Linked DNA regions of Sus scrofa: region 2 is linked to region 1. The links are chromatin contacts, called in public Hi-C maps. All regions are on one chromosome and are shown on one strand. Each heading gives the region's core, a stretch centred on a gene start, on an enhancer-like site or on the middle of the called end of the contact. The rest is flanking DNA. Distances are from core to core; before and after follow the strand shown.

What was found. Hi-C and Micro-C count contacts between places; a contact is called where the count stands out from the background.
Region 2: a Hi-C map of liver shows a contact between it and region 1, with 2.8 times the contacts expected there. The contact joins two enhancer-like sites. A contact is called at or near these places in 1 of 5 promoter capture datasets (liver), 4 of 47 Hi-C or Micro-C datasets (embryonic fibroblasts and liver) and 2 of 2 datasets of contacts at active chromatin or transcription factors (alveolar macrophages and skeletal muscle).

Annotation. Positions count from the first base shown.
Region 1 is chr10:66,281,821-66,288,768 of Sscrofa11.1, reverse strand. LOC110255728 (a long non-coding RNA gene) reads right to left here. Exons shown (of 3, transcript XR_002336439.1): 2 at 6,736-6,790. Among named protein-coding and RNA genes, the nearest start is that of KLF6, 200 kb to the left of the region's middle. Within about 2 kb of position 4,163, at least 24 of the 83 cell types and tissues checked have an H3K27ac peak or open chromatin away from gene starts, as enhancers often do. A contact at or near this core is called in liver, where this site is marked.
Region 2 is chr10:66,385,385-66,392,332 of Sscrofa11.1, reverse strand. No RefSeq gene overlaps it. Among named protein-coding and RNA genes, the nearest start is that of KLF6, 100 kb to the left of the region's middle. Within about 2 kb of position 2,837, at least 2 of the 83 cell types and tissues checked have an H3K27ac peak or open chromatin away from gene starts, as enhancers often do. A contact at or near this core is called in liver, where this site is marked.

The DNA.
Region 1 (6,948 bases), core at 2,914-5,413:
CCTGTGCGATGCCTCGATGGAAACCGATCCGCCGCACAGAGCCCCACATCAGAGCCTCGCTGTGAGAACCAGGCACCTACTGCATTTCCCAGGACACGGAAAACACTGGCCGATGCAGGAAAAAGGGGCTTCCTGCCATTCATGAGCCTTCCACCCCTCCTGAAAGAAAAACTCGGCGTGTGTGGGCACACGCACACACAGATGCGCACAAATACAATCTCTTCCTCTTCCCTGCAATCAGAAGCCCTCCCCCCCCACCCCGCATCAGGCTGGAAACGCAGTCGCAGAGATTCTTAAGGAGGGAGCTGGGATTTAAAACAAGGTCCACCTCCTGCCACCTCCTCCGGGGAGCCATCCCTGTGAAGAGCACAGGATGACCTGAAAACGCGGTTAAAACAGGGGCAACATGCCTGGGATGTGGTCCCGAGGGAGGGTGTGGGGACGGTGCAGAGGGTGGTACATGCGGATGCTCGGGGTGGGGGTGGGGCACCCGGCCAGACTGACAACCACCCGAGGGCAGAGCCCGCCTGGGGTCCCATCCGCCGCCCCTTCCTAGCCTCAGATGGCCATGGAATTCCTGAGACCTCACAGTCCTGAGGGACCCTCGCCCAGAGACTGGCCACTTGAAAACTTGCTGTGTCCTGTGAGAAGGAGCCCCAGGTTTCCATGTGCTTCCCGCTAAACTGCAAGATTTAAATCTCTAGACACTAGGAGTTCCCTCTGTGGCACAGTGGGTTAAGGATTTGTGGCGTCCAGCTGTGCATAGGTTGTGGCTGCAGCTCAGATGCAATCCCCGGCCCGAGAGCTTCCATATGGCATGGCCAGAACCCCCCCCCCCAACCCCGGCCAAAGAAACCAAAACAAAACACAGGCACTATATCAAATCTAAACTAATCTAATCTAAATCTATGGAATTAATGTGTATAAATAAATATTTACTTAGATATTTCATATAGTTAAATACAGAAAGTGATTAAAAATGTAAGCAAATAATAAAGACCTTAAAAATAGACAAGAAATTAAGGAGAAAAAATTGAATTTTTTGACATGAGAAATAAAGAGCCAAAGCTAAAAAACAAAGTTCAGTTTAATTCAATCTTAATTGTGAAGAGACAACAATGAACTGGAAAAGAAATCTGCTCCAATATTACAAATTGGAGTAAGAGGAAAAAAAGGGAACGGGGCAAAGAAAATTCAAGGGCCCAATGATGAGAGAGGGTCCTGCAATTTATCCATCAGAATTCCGGAAGAAAGGCCCCGAGGACTGAGTCTGTGAGGCTTTCCTGGGTTTCTTGAAAGACACCAAAGCTCGAGTTCAAAAGTCCAGGATCAGGCAGGATAAAGAAATCCACAGCTGAACCCTCCAGACGAAATTTCAAACAAAGAGGAGTTCCCGTGGTGGCTCACGGGTCACACATCTGACGAGTATCCATGAGGACACAGGTTCAATCCCTGGCCTCGCTCAGTGGGTTAAGGATCGGGCGTTGCCATGAGCTGTGGTGTAGGTCGCAGACGCAGCTGGAATCCCTTGCGTTGCTGTGGCTGTGGTGGAGGCTGGCAGCTGCAGCTCTGATTCAACCCCTAGCCCAGGAATTTCCATGTGCCACGGGCGTGGCTCTTCAAAGCAAAAAATAAAAATAAAATAAATAAGGAAATTTCAAACAAAGAGAAGTTCCTGAAACCTCTCACCAAGCAAAGCCAGGTTCCCTTCAGAGGAATGACAGTCAGACTAGTGTTATTAACCAGCCGCAAAGATGGAAAGCTGAAACAGATTAAAGTTATTTCATATTTGCAGAAAAAAATAACAACAATCAAGCCAGTTGTATCCTCAGTAAAATTATTTTTCAATGATGAGTGTAAAAGACAAAAGCAAAGCACTTGTCACAAACTGAACCTAAACGAAGGAAACTTTTGATTTCTAGCATTTTAAAAGTTTAACTTAAAATACTGGACCAAAAGGTTACAGACAGACATTGTTCCCAAACCTTGGTCTTGTACTAGAAGAGGGAAAAGACACTGACTACACTTCCATTTCCTTATGAAAACCATATAAGAACATCAAAATGACAGAAATAGGGCTTACACATTAAACGTGGTAATTTTGAAATGGTGTGAGAATAAAACCTCAACAGATTCGAAAGAATTCAAGAAAGAGGAAAAGTGAAGAAAGAAGTGTGGTTTGAGTGGGAAAAACACAACAGCACAAGATGAGAGGGAAGTGACGTCCTGGCAGAGCCTCTCCCCCGAAGATGTGGGGTCCGCCTCTCTGTCCTCACGGCCCTGGGGGCCTGGGCAGGGCCGACGCGGCTCTGTCCTCCTCTCCTCCGGCTCCCAGGTGCCCGTGGATCTATCAGGATTTGGGAGTCGGCAGGAAAAGGGGGCGGCAGGGGAGACCGTGGCCTCTTCCTGAGGCCTCGGCCCCGCTCCCTGGAGTCGCCCGTGCTCCTCGGCTCGCATCCTGTCCCCTGGGCTCCGTCTCCCTCAGCTCCGTGAGAGGATGAGAGGCACCACGAGTCAGGGAAGCAGTGGACAAGGATGCTGAGCGCACCAGTTAGCCCTCTCCAGGGCATCAAGCAACACCAGCGGGCCCGACTTCCTAATTCAAATGTACGTATTTCAGCTGGTGTAGACACTCTGAGTTCACCGCCATTTACAAGAGACACATCGAAATTATGAGAATTTAGAAAACTTGGGCACTAAAATCTTTGCAATGGATATATATACGTATATATAAACATTTATATATATACATATATATAAACGTTTATATATACACATGTATCTATATACTGCTAGATACATATATGTGTACATACATACATATGTGTGTATATGCGTGTATTCTGGTTTTTTGCATTTACTTTAAATGCACACACAAACGCACCCTCCAGACGGGATATTTAATAAAAGAAAGCTAGAGTAATACTATCTCACCGGACAGAAGAAGCTCAGAGGCAGAAAAGCATCCTAAAGATAGACAGTAATTGTTGTGTATCTGAAATGCTTCCCTTTCCCAAGGAAATTATAACTAAACTTAGGTATACATCCAACAACAAAGTCGTGAGAGAAAACACTGCCAAAGCTACAGGGAGAAATTGACAGGTTTTCACATTATATTAGGGGATTTTTAAAACAGGAGAGGTGGGCTCTGCTTTCTAGCTGTGCAGTATTTGGCTGTTACTTAAGCTGTCTACAATTCTTGATGGCAAAACGGTACAATAACACCATACAGGCTTCCTAATGCTGTACTAAATAAACAGCACGGATAATGTACTTAGCAAAGGATCCAGTCGGAAGGAAATGTGCCATAAAATTAAATACTATTCAGATGATGATGATGTTCGGATGAAGGTGGCAGCGAGATACAGCAACGTTAGAGAAGAAGAATTCTAATCGTGTTGTGTAATAACACACAGGAGACACAAACTCTGGAAGGAGGGTTTCTGGGGTTGGAATCTCGTTCTAAGCAGGCAATAATTGCCTTTTCATTTTAGGTTGCTGCTATGACCACACCAAAGTAAATAAATAAATAAAGGCAATGATGAAAAACAAACAAAAAGCTATTTGATGGCAGAGGTTATTGCTCTACTTGCCTTGGAGGCAGCAAAACCTATTGCAAAAAAACAAAATGTATGTGTCTGGAGAAGCATACGAATTCTCCAAATTCTTCACATTTTGTCTTTAAATGTTAAAGTACTTGCTGCTCTGAAATCCTACTTTTTTTTTTTTCCTTTTCCTGCCTGAAGACTGGGTTGCAGTGCAACTCCCCCCCTTGCTGCTAACTCAGGACCCTAAAGTTTTTAGGTCGATGTGGAAATGTATCAAAGATGGGAAAACCTGAAGCACGGCACCGTGTCGGCCAAGATAGAACTCACCCTCCCTGCCGGCACTGCCTCTGGGGTCACAAATGTGCTCGCTGATGTATCGTGGAAACATTCACTCTGGCCACTGGCTTCCAGACTGTCGTGTCAGCAGATTATCCCACACTGATTCCTTCGGTTCCAGCTGTGATCCTGCTGACTACCCCACTTGCTTTAAACATCTGGGCATGACAACTGGGCTCAAAATGAGCTCAGCCCATCCTTGGTTCAGCGACATGCACTCTCCTGCCTGAGGGACTCGTAGCATCACTGCCACTTAACGTCAGGTTGTTTCTAAGTACCTTTGAGAAACTTGAGTTCCACCGAAAACACTGCCTCACCCCTGAGGTTTGTCGGCGAATAGCCCTACTGCTATACAAACAGAAGGTGGTTAAACAAGCATTTTTTTTCTAAAAGGCATATTTGGTGACTCTAAAACAGAGCCATAAAAAATTGCACAATCTAAAAGAAGGAACAGTTTGTTTTGCCCTGTTTATTGCCAGTTAAATGCCAGAAGACTTTTAAAGTAACAGCAACCGGTATAAAGGAGGAAAAAAATCAAATAAAAATGTGATGACCCGAAGATAAACCTTTTGCTCTCTCCCCTTCCAGAGTTTTGCAAAACTTTCTACACCTTTTGCACTGGAAACTACATGTAATGTTTTACTCTGCAAATGCCAGCAAGGCCTCATATAAAATTATAGCTGGAGGAATAAGAGATGCTGTAAACCCAAGCAGGAAAACCGAACATTTCTGTGCGGAGTTCCATAACTGACGCTACATTCACTTCCATAAAGCAGAGTGTCTTCTGAGAGGAGGAGAGTGGGATCGAATGTGTGCCCTTTTCCCCTAGAACAAAGCCCTTCAAACAGTGGTGTTCTGGGTGGTTCTGGTTTGGAGCGTTGCCTCTTTCATCCTGCTTCTCGTTGGACCCTTTCCAGGGGGCGTCAGCCATGCCTGCATCTACTCATCTCGGGGTCCAAGAAGACCCTGATTTAATTGGTCTGGGTGCCTCCTAGATTTGTCCTTCTGGAAGCTTCCAGATCTCCCCAGAGGATTCCAAAGGGAAGCCAAGGCTGGGAACCACAGTTTAAAGCAAGGCCAGCTGCCACGGATGGGAAGGGAGGTGGAATCATCACAGCACAGCATAGCACATCGGCGGGAACATCTCGGGGGAGCATCTCCCAGACGCCGCCTGCAGCCTGCCCGAGGGTGCCCAGCCTTCGTCCTGTGGTCCTGCTCCGATCAGCTCCCAACCAGCCTGACCACCAGCCCCGGGTTCCACTCTCCCGACCAACCCGAGTCCGCCCGGAGTGAGCAGAGTCCTTGTGATTTGGGAAGAGGAGAAAGAAACATCCTGGTTTCCACCTTCATCCCCAACTGCAAGCCTGAGCGACCCCTGAGAGTCTGCGTTAGTCTCCAGATGCCAGCCGGGGGGTCTCTTTAGCTCGTGGAGTTTCCGATTTCTGTTTGTTTCTGTGCACTCATTGACCACTTTCCCCCTCCCCACGATTTTGCATTGCTTGTGTCCCGTGGGGCTGACCAGTGGAAAGGACAGACCGTGTGTGTGTGTGTGTGTGTGTGTGTGTGTGTCTGTGTTGCCGAGGGGCAGTTGAAAGGAGGGGAGAGGGGTTGGGAAGGGCTGCAGGGCTCCGGGGTGGCGAGCCGGAGGGGCTGGGCGCGTGCGCTGGCACAGGGTTGGAAGCTGATGCATATTTATGATTAACGCGGAGACTCATCTTAAACATGGTTCTTAGCATCCAGCGGAGCTGGGAAAATCAAACTGACTGGAGATGGAAAATATTCTTAGCTGAAACCTAGCGGAATACAAAATGTGTCCCTGATCCCGCTAGAAAACTGTCGTGTGCAAACTAGAAATGAACTTGGCACAGGAAGAACCGATGCCTTTGGTAGAGAAGCATCACCGATACGTAAGAAGAGGTGCTGTTGGCCGGCCAGCTCGGAGCGTATCACTTGTCAGTGATCCCTGACGCTAACCCAGATTAGGACAGCGATGGTAGGCCTTATAACAGCAATAACCACGATGGAATTTTCTAGGCTGTACCGAATCATCACGATTGCTCATTCACTCAACCCTCACGAATTCTGCCAACAAGTATTTGCTACCTGGCCTCTAGGTGTCATTTGCTGTGATAAGGGTTACGGATGTGACAATAAGAACAGATCCGGTTGTGTCCTCGGGGAGTTTAGGGACTGGTGGCGGACAGGCGTTCAACAAGTAAAAACCTGTGTTACTGGAAAGTGTGGTAAACTCTGCGAAGAAAGAGGACAGGAGCAATGAGCCCGTTTATTCCAACGTCCAACTTTGATCTGAGTGACCCGAGCACACTCTTGAAGGTGACATTTAAGCTGAGTCGAGAACGGTGGTGGGGCGGTTTTGGTTAGGGACAGAAGGAGGTCCTGCTATGCGGAGAGGATTCTGTGCCGTGTGCACGCCGGCACAGATATTCGATACAGCAGGCGTTCACACAGACGCCCTGCTGCCCTCACACGGGGGCCCAGCCCAGGAGCTGGAGGCCACTCCCCACCCCAAGCGCATCCTCCCCCCAACCAAGATGGGGCAAACCAGCTGGTCCAAGGACCAGGACTTCTAACTCCACAGTGAAGCCTGAGCATCCAGGCAGATGGCCAGTCCTGGGATCTGGAAGGGCTGGTGAAGTCATTCCAGAACATTCACCTGTGCTCGTGTAAGCCAGCTTGCCCCAAGGCCCGCTAAGTCTGGATGGCCCCCTACTCTTCTGGGGTGAGGGGGGAACATGATGGAGTTGGCGGGGGGAGGGTCGGGCAGGGGGGCATCCAGAGGACAGGTTCCTTCCTTGGGGCGCCCGTGGCTGGCAGCAGGCTCTGCTCTCACCTGAGAAAGTGATGCAGCTGCAGCTTCAGATGCTCTTGTGCTTCTGAACAGGAGTCTGGGGAGAGACAGGCGAGTCATGATTTCAAGGGAGATAAGTTGACTCTTTCTCTGCAAACAGCCCTTCCGCTCATGACGACAAATACCAGAAATGTCTCTCCCTGGTCATTGAGCCATTTTGCTGTAATTTCTTTCCAAAAGTATTCTGAAAACTGT
Region 2 (6,948 bases), core at 1,588-4,087, 100 kb before region 1:
GTGCCGCGCGCGAGAGCGCGAGGAAGGATCCAGGCAGCGATGTGTGAGAAGGCACCTGTTCTCACCTCCGGGTCTCTTCTCTAGCAAAATAGCGTGGGCGGTTTTCCACATGGGCACCTGCGAATCCCTCATCCTTGTAAACTGCTCTGAAGGATTAGAGGGGAAGGAACCCTAAGGAGAGGCCCTGGAAGGGGGGCGTGCCTCTGAGCTTTGAAGGAGCTGGCACCTGCTGCTTCGTGTAAAGCGGCAATGGCCTCCGCGTTGCCACCTGATGCGTGGCAAGGGCAAGGCTGTTGGATACGGTGGCCTGTGACTGGGCGGGGGAAGTAAGCGGAAAGGTGACTGGGGCCCAGGCTGCGGAAGGCTTGGCCCCCTCTTCAAAAACCTTAGATTTTTTTTTTTATCAAGAAGGAGCCATTATCGAAGAGCTTCCCTTAGTGGCAGGCACAAAATAGGTACTCAATAAGTAGTTATATTACATTAAATTAAAGTTGTTGAGGAAGAGACTCAATCAACTGAATCTGCATTTGTTTTGTTTAATTAGAGAGATCGATTTGGGTGTAGATTCATTGTAAAGTGATTTGCAGATCTGGGGTAACTATCTAGATAAATTTAAGACAGATAACCTGCTCTTCGGGAGAGAGTCCTTTTAGGTCTAAGTGAGCTATGTTGAGTGGATTCAATGAAATAATTGCTCAAGACCATTTTGCCTCCTTAGACGAAGGCTAAACACATACTCTGCCACTTGGCACACTCTGTCTTTTTGTTCAAATTGGTAATTAGTTTGTCTTTGAAAGGTCAGCTCGATTTAAAATTGTAGTCCGATATAACTTCGTACAGAACTGTTAATGCTAATTTTTCACACTCTTAGAAATCACTTCTGCAACATTAATGACAGTGGTTTTGCAATTAGGCTTTCCTTTGGCCAGTTCTTCCGTGAAATCTTCTCTCATCCCGGACTTTGTCCCTAAGAGCAGCGCCGTTACCAGACGGTGGAAGCTGGGGGGGATTCTACTGTCGGAGTAATTTCTCCTGCCTGCTTTTTTGTCAATGACACATAAAACTGCAGAAGAAAAGTTATGTTTCAATATACAGTTTTCATTATGCTTCAGATGTTTCTAATATCCCCTCCTCAACGCCGTAATCCCACACACACCGCTTGTCACCTGGCATATGTAAACATGGCATTATTTGGACATTATTGCATAGTTATATCAAAATGCCGAGCAGAAAAAAAGTGATATCCAATATTCACCCCGGGTATGAAAACGGAACTTTTCTTTGATGTGAAAGGATTCCTAATTTGATCACCGGCGAGCGGGTTTTAGGAGTGCCTGCGGATTGCCAGGGAGAGACCGCTCTGCCCTCATGGACGGCTTGCCGCTCATCCCTCGCCCCTGGTGGAGTCTTGCATGGCCGGCAGGGCACATGGTTTCTCAGGGTGCGGGGGAGGGTGCTGCGGGCAGGAAACCCCCTGAGTGATTAGGTGATTAGGCGACTGAGTATCTTTCAGGACCTAAAGCAAGTGGTTTCAAACCTGGAGCTCCTTCGCCCTGGTGGGCCCCTAGGACCTCGGGAGGGACCACTGCCTGCATCTGCATGAATCGTCTTCTCCCCAGACTCAGGTTAAAGTCAGGCGTGGACATTCGTGTGGGGTGTGTGGGCTTAGGCTGGTGCATGTACGGTAAAGATGAGCTCCTGACTGTGAGGGGGGACACCTGACCCCCCAAAACTTGAGAACCGCATGGCTCCCCCTCTACTTCACCTGGGTCTGATCTTGGGGAATCGGTCAGGGGAGCAGTGCAGAGGGAGGGGGAAGCGGGGATTGCACACAATACTCCAGGCGCTTGGGTCTCAACTCTCTGGCCAACTACGAGAACTATTTGAAATTTTAGGAGATAAGACAGAGCAAGCGCTGACAGGACTCCATCGAAGACTGCAAGTCCTTTCCTTGAGCGAGAAGCCAGGTGTGGGTTGGAGCTTTATGACTGTCCTGACCTCTCCTGGGGCTCACACGCCTTCTGATTAGTTAGTCGGAGATGGCAATCTGAGCAGGACCCTCAGTGGTGCAGTCGATGCACAGGGAGATTGCAGGCGAGGGTAGACCCGGCGGGGATTCCAGGGGGACGTGGGACCTGTTGAGTGGGTTCTCTCTCTCTCTCTTCTTTTTTTAGGGGCCACACCTGTGGCATATGGAGGTTCCCGGGCTAGGGTCGGTCAAATCAGAGCTGCAGCCGCCAGCCTACACCACAGCCACAGCAACGCCAGATCCTGAACCTGCTGAGTGAGTCCAGGGGTAAAGCCTGCGTCCTCGTGGATACTAGTCGGGTTCCTAACCTGCTGAGCCACTCCTGGGTGGTTTCTCTTGCTGGCGACCTTTCCACTGCTTAGTCCTCTGGTCTTTACCTCCGGGAAGACAGAGCCGCAGGGGCAGAACTGCTGGGGTTTTTCTCCAGGAGCTCTCAGCTGCAGGAAGGGGCTTCCCTGACCCCCTCAGTCATCATCCTCCCCGGAAAAACATGCTTTGAGCCTTTTTTATGCAGGTAAAGGGGATTGACTCACGCTCTCCCTGTTCTCCTCCAAAGTCTCCTGAGGTCAAGCTTACCTGGCCCCGGGCTCAGAGTGCTCGGAGGGTGGGGAGGAAGGAAGAGGTGTCTGGGCTTCACATACCCGTCCCTCCAAAGTGGCCACAGTCAAATCCCCCGTGGACGCCCACCAGGGCTCGGGGGCTCCTGGGATCTCACTGCCCTCCCCCTCGGCACTTCCTGGACACCTGTGGTCCCAGGACTCACTTCGATGGTCCGTGGCGATGTCCTTTTCCCTAGCAGACGGGGACAACGGCAAACGGGAGGACTTTGCCTTATTCACCTTTGTATCCCCAGCCCCCGCACCCTGCCTGCCAGTTAGTATTTAGAGGACACATTTTCTTTTAAAAAAAATTAGGAAGGTCTTAAAATATAATTTCACCAACGGAATGAACACAGATGTACTCTGGCTGAAAGCCTAATGCCACACATCCAAAGAAAGAAGCTTCGTTAGGTGCAAATGCTGGAAGAGACGCCTTAGTGTTTCCAGAGAATGTGACAAAAATACCGACTGACCGAGAGGCCAAGGGCTGGACTGGGCGGTGGGGGGAGACCGCCTGCCCTTTGGTGCCTGGCAGCTGGTTTTGCTGTTTCCCAAAGAGAGCTGAGGAGGAGGGTGCAGGCAGAGCAGTGGGCAGCATAATTCCGGGAGAACCGACAATGACCTTCGCTGGGGAGGGTGGCCAGCTCCTGAAGGGCTAGGAGGGCAGATAAGAACGCATCAAACTCCTATTCATTTATTTTGGCCACGCCCACAGCACGCAGACCTTCCCCTGCCAGGGACGGAACAAGAGCCGTGATGGATCCTTAACCCCTGAGCCGCCAAGCAACTCTGTCAAGTTCTTGAATTCTGTGCCTATTTATTCTGGGTGAGACTTTCACTCAGCTCAGATGGAGTGATGATAATGAGTCAGGAATTTATAGGCTAACAGTTCTTGAGCACTTATTATGCGCCAGGCACTGCTGCAAGGGTTTTGAGAGCATCAACTTCGCTACCTGGTCCTTGTAACACCTGCTCCAGTGTGGGCTGTTACTATTAGTCCATTTTACAGATGGGCACTCGAGGAACAGTGAGGTTAAATTGTTTGCCCAAGCTCACACAGCTGGGGGGTTGCCATGTGTGTTCTCGGGCCCTGAGACAGGCGCAGTGATGCCGCGGGAGTGGAGAAGGACAAAGGCGCTTGCCGCAAACCACATTAAAGAGTCAGGTTTGCGTCCACTTGTTTGTCTGGGTGAGGCTGAGAAATGCGTCCACTCAAAGCGGTTCATTCCTTACCTCTCACATCAGTGAAATAAGTATTACATGGTGTTACCTCGTCATCAAAAGCTTTCAGCAGAGTGCCTGCCACACGCATCCAACCTTCTCTCATGTCCAAGATCAAGTACCTACCAGATCATGTTAATCGGCTTTCTCATTTGTTGTATCTAGAAAAAAATGACCTGTCCCTCCCAGGAATGATGAATAATATTGCGTAGAGAGGGAATAGCAGTGTCCGTCCCATTCTAGCAGCTCAATCCTTGTAAACTAGTGTTACTGTTAGCACATAAGAGTCTGTCTTGTACCTTTAGCATGCTCTTGGGTTCTTATCCTTGCTGTGTCATTTCCAAAAAAGTTTCCAAATATTTGTTTTCGCCTCCCTCTATGACATCAGCAAACCCCAGCTCGGGCTCCCTTGCTTTGCCTGTAAAACTCAGACCCTCCTCAGAGAAGAATATGCCTAGTTTATACGCCTCCCTTTCAAAGGGTTTAGACATATGAAACTTCTTTGGGAGGCTGCTGGAAATGCTCAGATGTCATGGGATTGTTGCTCAACCCCGGTCCTTGGGTCTGGGGAGGATGTGCTCTGGGCGTGGAGAAACTGCCCCACCCATCCGAGTCCCGCGGGCACCTCCGGGATGGGCTCTGTGTACCCCGTCCTCCCCACACGCAGAAGCAAGACCCCGCCTTGTCTGAGGAGGAAGCAGGGGCTCAGTGGGGTCAAGGAACTTGCTCAAGACTTCAGGTGACCAGCTGGGACCTGAGACCCTTCCGGCCAATGCTGGGGCCCTGAACCTGCCCCCCTCCCCAGCGCCCGTCTGTAGGCTCCGGGCTCACGCGTGAGCAGCGGGCCAGATGGGGATCACTCTGTCTCTGTGGAAGTCCCGTCAGCAAGTGCCAGGATTGGCCTCATTCTCCAGAGACACTTTGTTAAGAAGATACATTGCTTCTCTCCCTTCACTCGACAGATTTCAATACCCCAAATCATGTAAACAGCAAAAAAGTATTGAATTCCAGGAGATCCTCTCTTTTATTTTGATAAATGATGGTCTTTGGGAAAGGCCCGGCTTTGAGGTGCTGGAAAGCTGGCAGGTGCTCTGGGAGCAAAGCAGAGGGCCCAGGCGGGGCCACCTGCCTCAGCGTGAGGGCCCAGCTTTGCAGGAGTCCGGCGCGTTCGCAGACCTGTAAACCCACTTTCAAGCATGCGGGTCGCCCAGCGCAATGCTGTCTTTTCTCTGGGTCCTCACCCATTTAATTGCCTTCATCCTCAACCAGAGAAAATCCTGGAAATCCGGCGTTGTTTGGCTCCTTTCTCGCCGCCTACCCAGGCTTTTCAGCAACCTCTCTGCCGCGCGTTCCAAACAGGAAGTTCCAGCAGGCAGTGGTACAAATGGCCTGCATTATGTGGGATGTCACCTATTGTTACCCGAACAAAGACATCCTGGAATGAGCACAAAGCCTTCAAATCCGCCAGGGTCTCCGACCCTTCAATAGCCTTGTATTGTATCTGGGGAGTGATTGAGTGAATGGGGTCAGTCCAAGAATATACCTCAGCTTCTGCAACGCTGCTGTTCTTAGGCTGCCAGCACGGAGCTACACAGCACATGCAAATAGCGCTGCCTCGGCTGGGCACACATGCAAAGCAGGGACTTTCTAGACAAATGTGGGGACCAGCCTCTGTATAAATAAGTGGGAGAAAGGGGTTGGGAAGGAGCCCCACCTCGGTGACATGTTAGGAAAGGCAAAATTGCTATTAATTGAAAGTCTTATTCAAGTTTCTCTCTTGAAATGCTCCGCATAGGTCACAAGGTCCCCAAACCTTGAAGGGAGTGTAGACATTTTGTCTCTTTTGTTAGAAGGAAGCACGGGGTTATAACAGGCTATCTGGCTTTCCCGGAAACTGGGAAGTTGGGTGACAGCTCCTGCTCCACCGCAAGAAGCATTCACTGCCAGCTTCTCCTCTCCAAGTGTCTCTGAGGGTGGGATTCGGTCCCGTGAACTGCATGTACAGAGTGGAACTCAGTGCCACTCCAACGGGACTGCGTGTGGCAGTATTTTTCTCTCCCTTAAGAGCAGCGTGGCTAAAACCTTTGGAGAAGGGTTATCTGAGACGCCGGCTCCGCCAGGATGGCTGAGAGCGCTGTGTGTTCTCTGCCTGTGACTGTCTCCTTCCATATTGGACATCTGGCTACACCGCAGCTCCATTGGACACGTAGGCACGTCCTCCCCTCTCAATCCCCGTTTCTCCCCGTCAACTGTGGCGGCTATAATCACGCGGGTGAGTTATCTGACAGGGTGGTGGTACTTGGATGAAGAAAAGGCTCAAGGACACCCATAAAAGAAATCTACCTCTTGGAGTTCCCGTCGTGGCGCAGTGGTTAACGAATCCGACTAGAAACCATGAGGTTGCGGGTTCGATCCCTGGCTTTGCTCAGTGGGTTAAGGATCCGGCGTTGCTGTGAGCTGTGGTGTAGGTCACAGACGCAGCTCGGATCCTGCATTGCAGTGGCTGTGGTGTAGGTTGCAGACACGGTTCGGATGCTGCATTGCTGTGGCTGTGGCGTAGGCCGGCGGCTACAGCTCCGATTGGACCCCTAGCCTGGGAACCTCCACGTGCCGAGGGAGCAGCCTTAGAAAAGGCAAAAAGACCAAAAAAAAAAAAAAAAAAAAAAAAAAAAGGAAGAAATCTACCCCTTTTAATTTTAGTTAACTCTTTTCATTTAATTTTCACCCAGTGCTGCCACGTGCTGCCCACATCTTTCCTCTTATCTCAGTGATGTCTGTCTTTTCTCTGCTAACGTAATACTCTGCTTTTGAGCCCACACATTCCACCTCATTGACTGGGTGTCTGCAGCCTCCTCCCACCCAAGGGATGCTTCCTGCCAGCCTCCGATCTGACACCGTCGTCTGGATTCTCTTGATGAGGAGGCACCGGGCTGGGTGGGACGTGTCCCTTTCTCTGTGGAGCAAACTGCATCTTCATGTGTGGAGGCAGCATCTGTTGAAGGAGGCACCCACAGTTCTGGAAGTCCTGAGTCCACACAGGTAGCCACCACCTGTGATTGACAGCTAGCCCAGCAACTTCAGCCTAAAAAGGCAAGGACC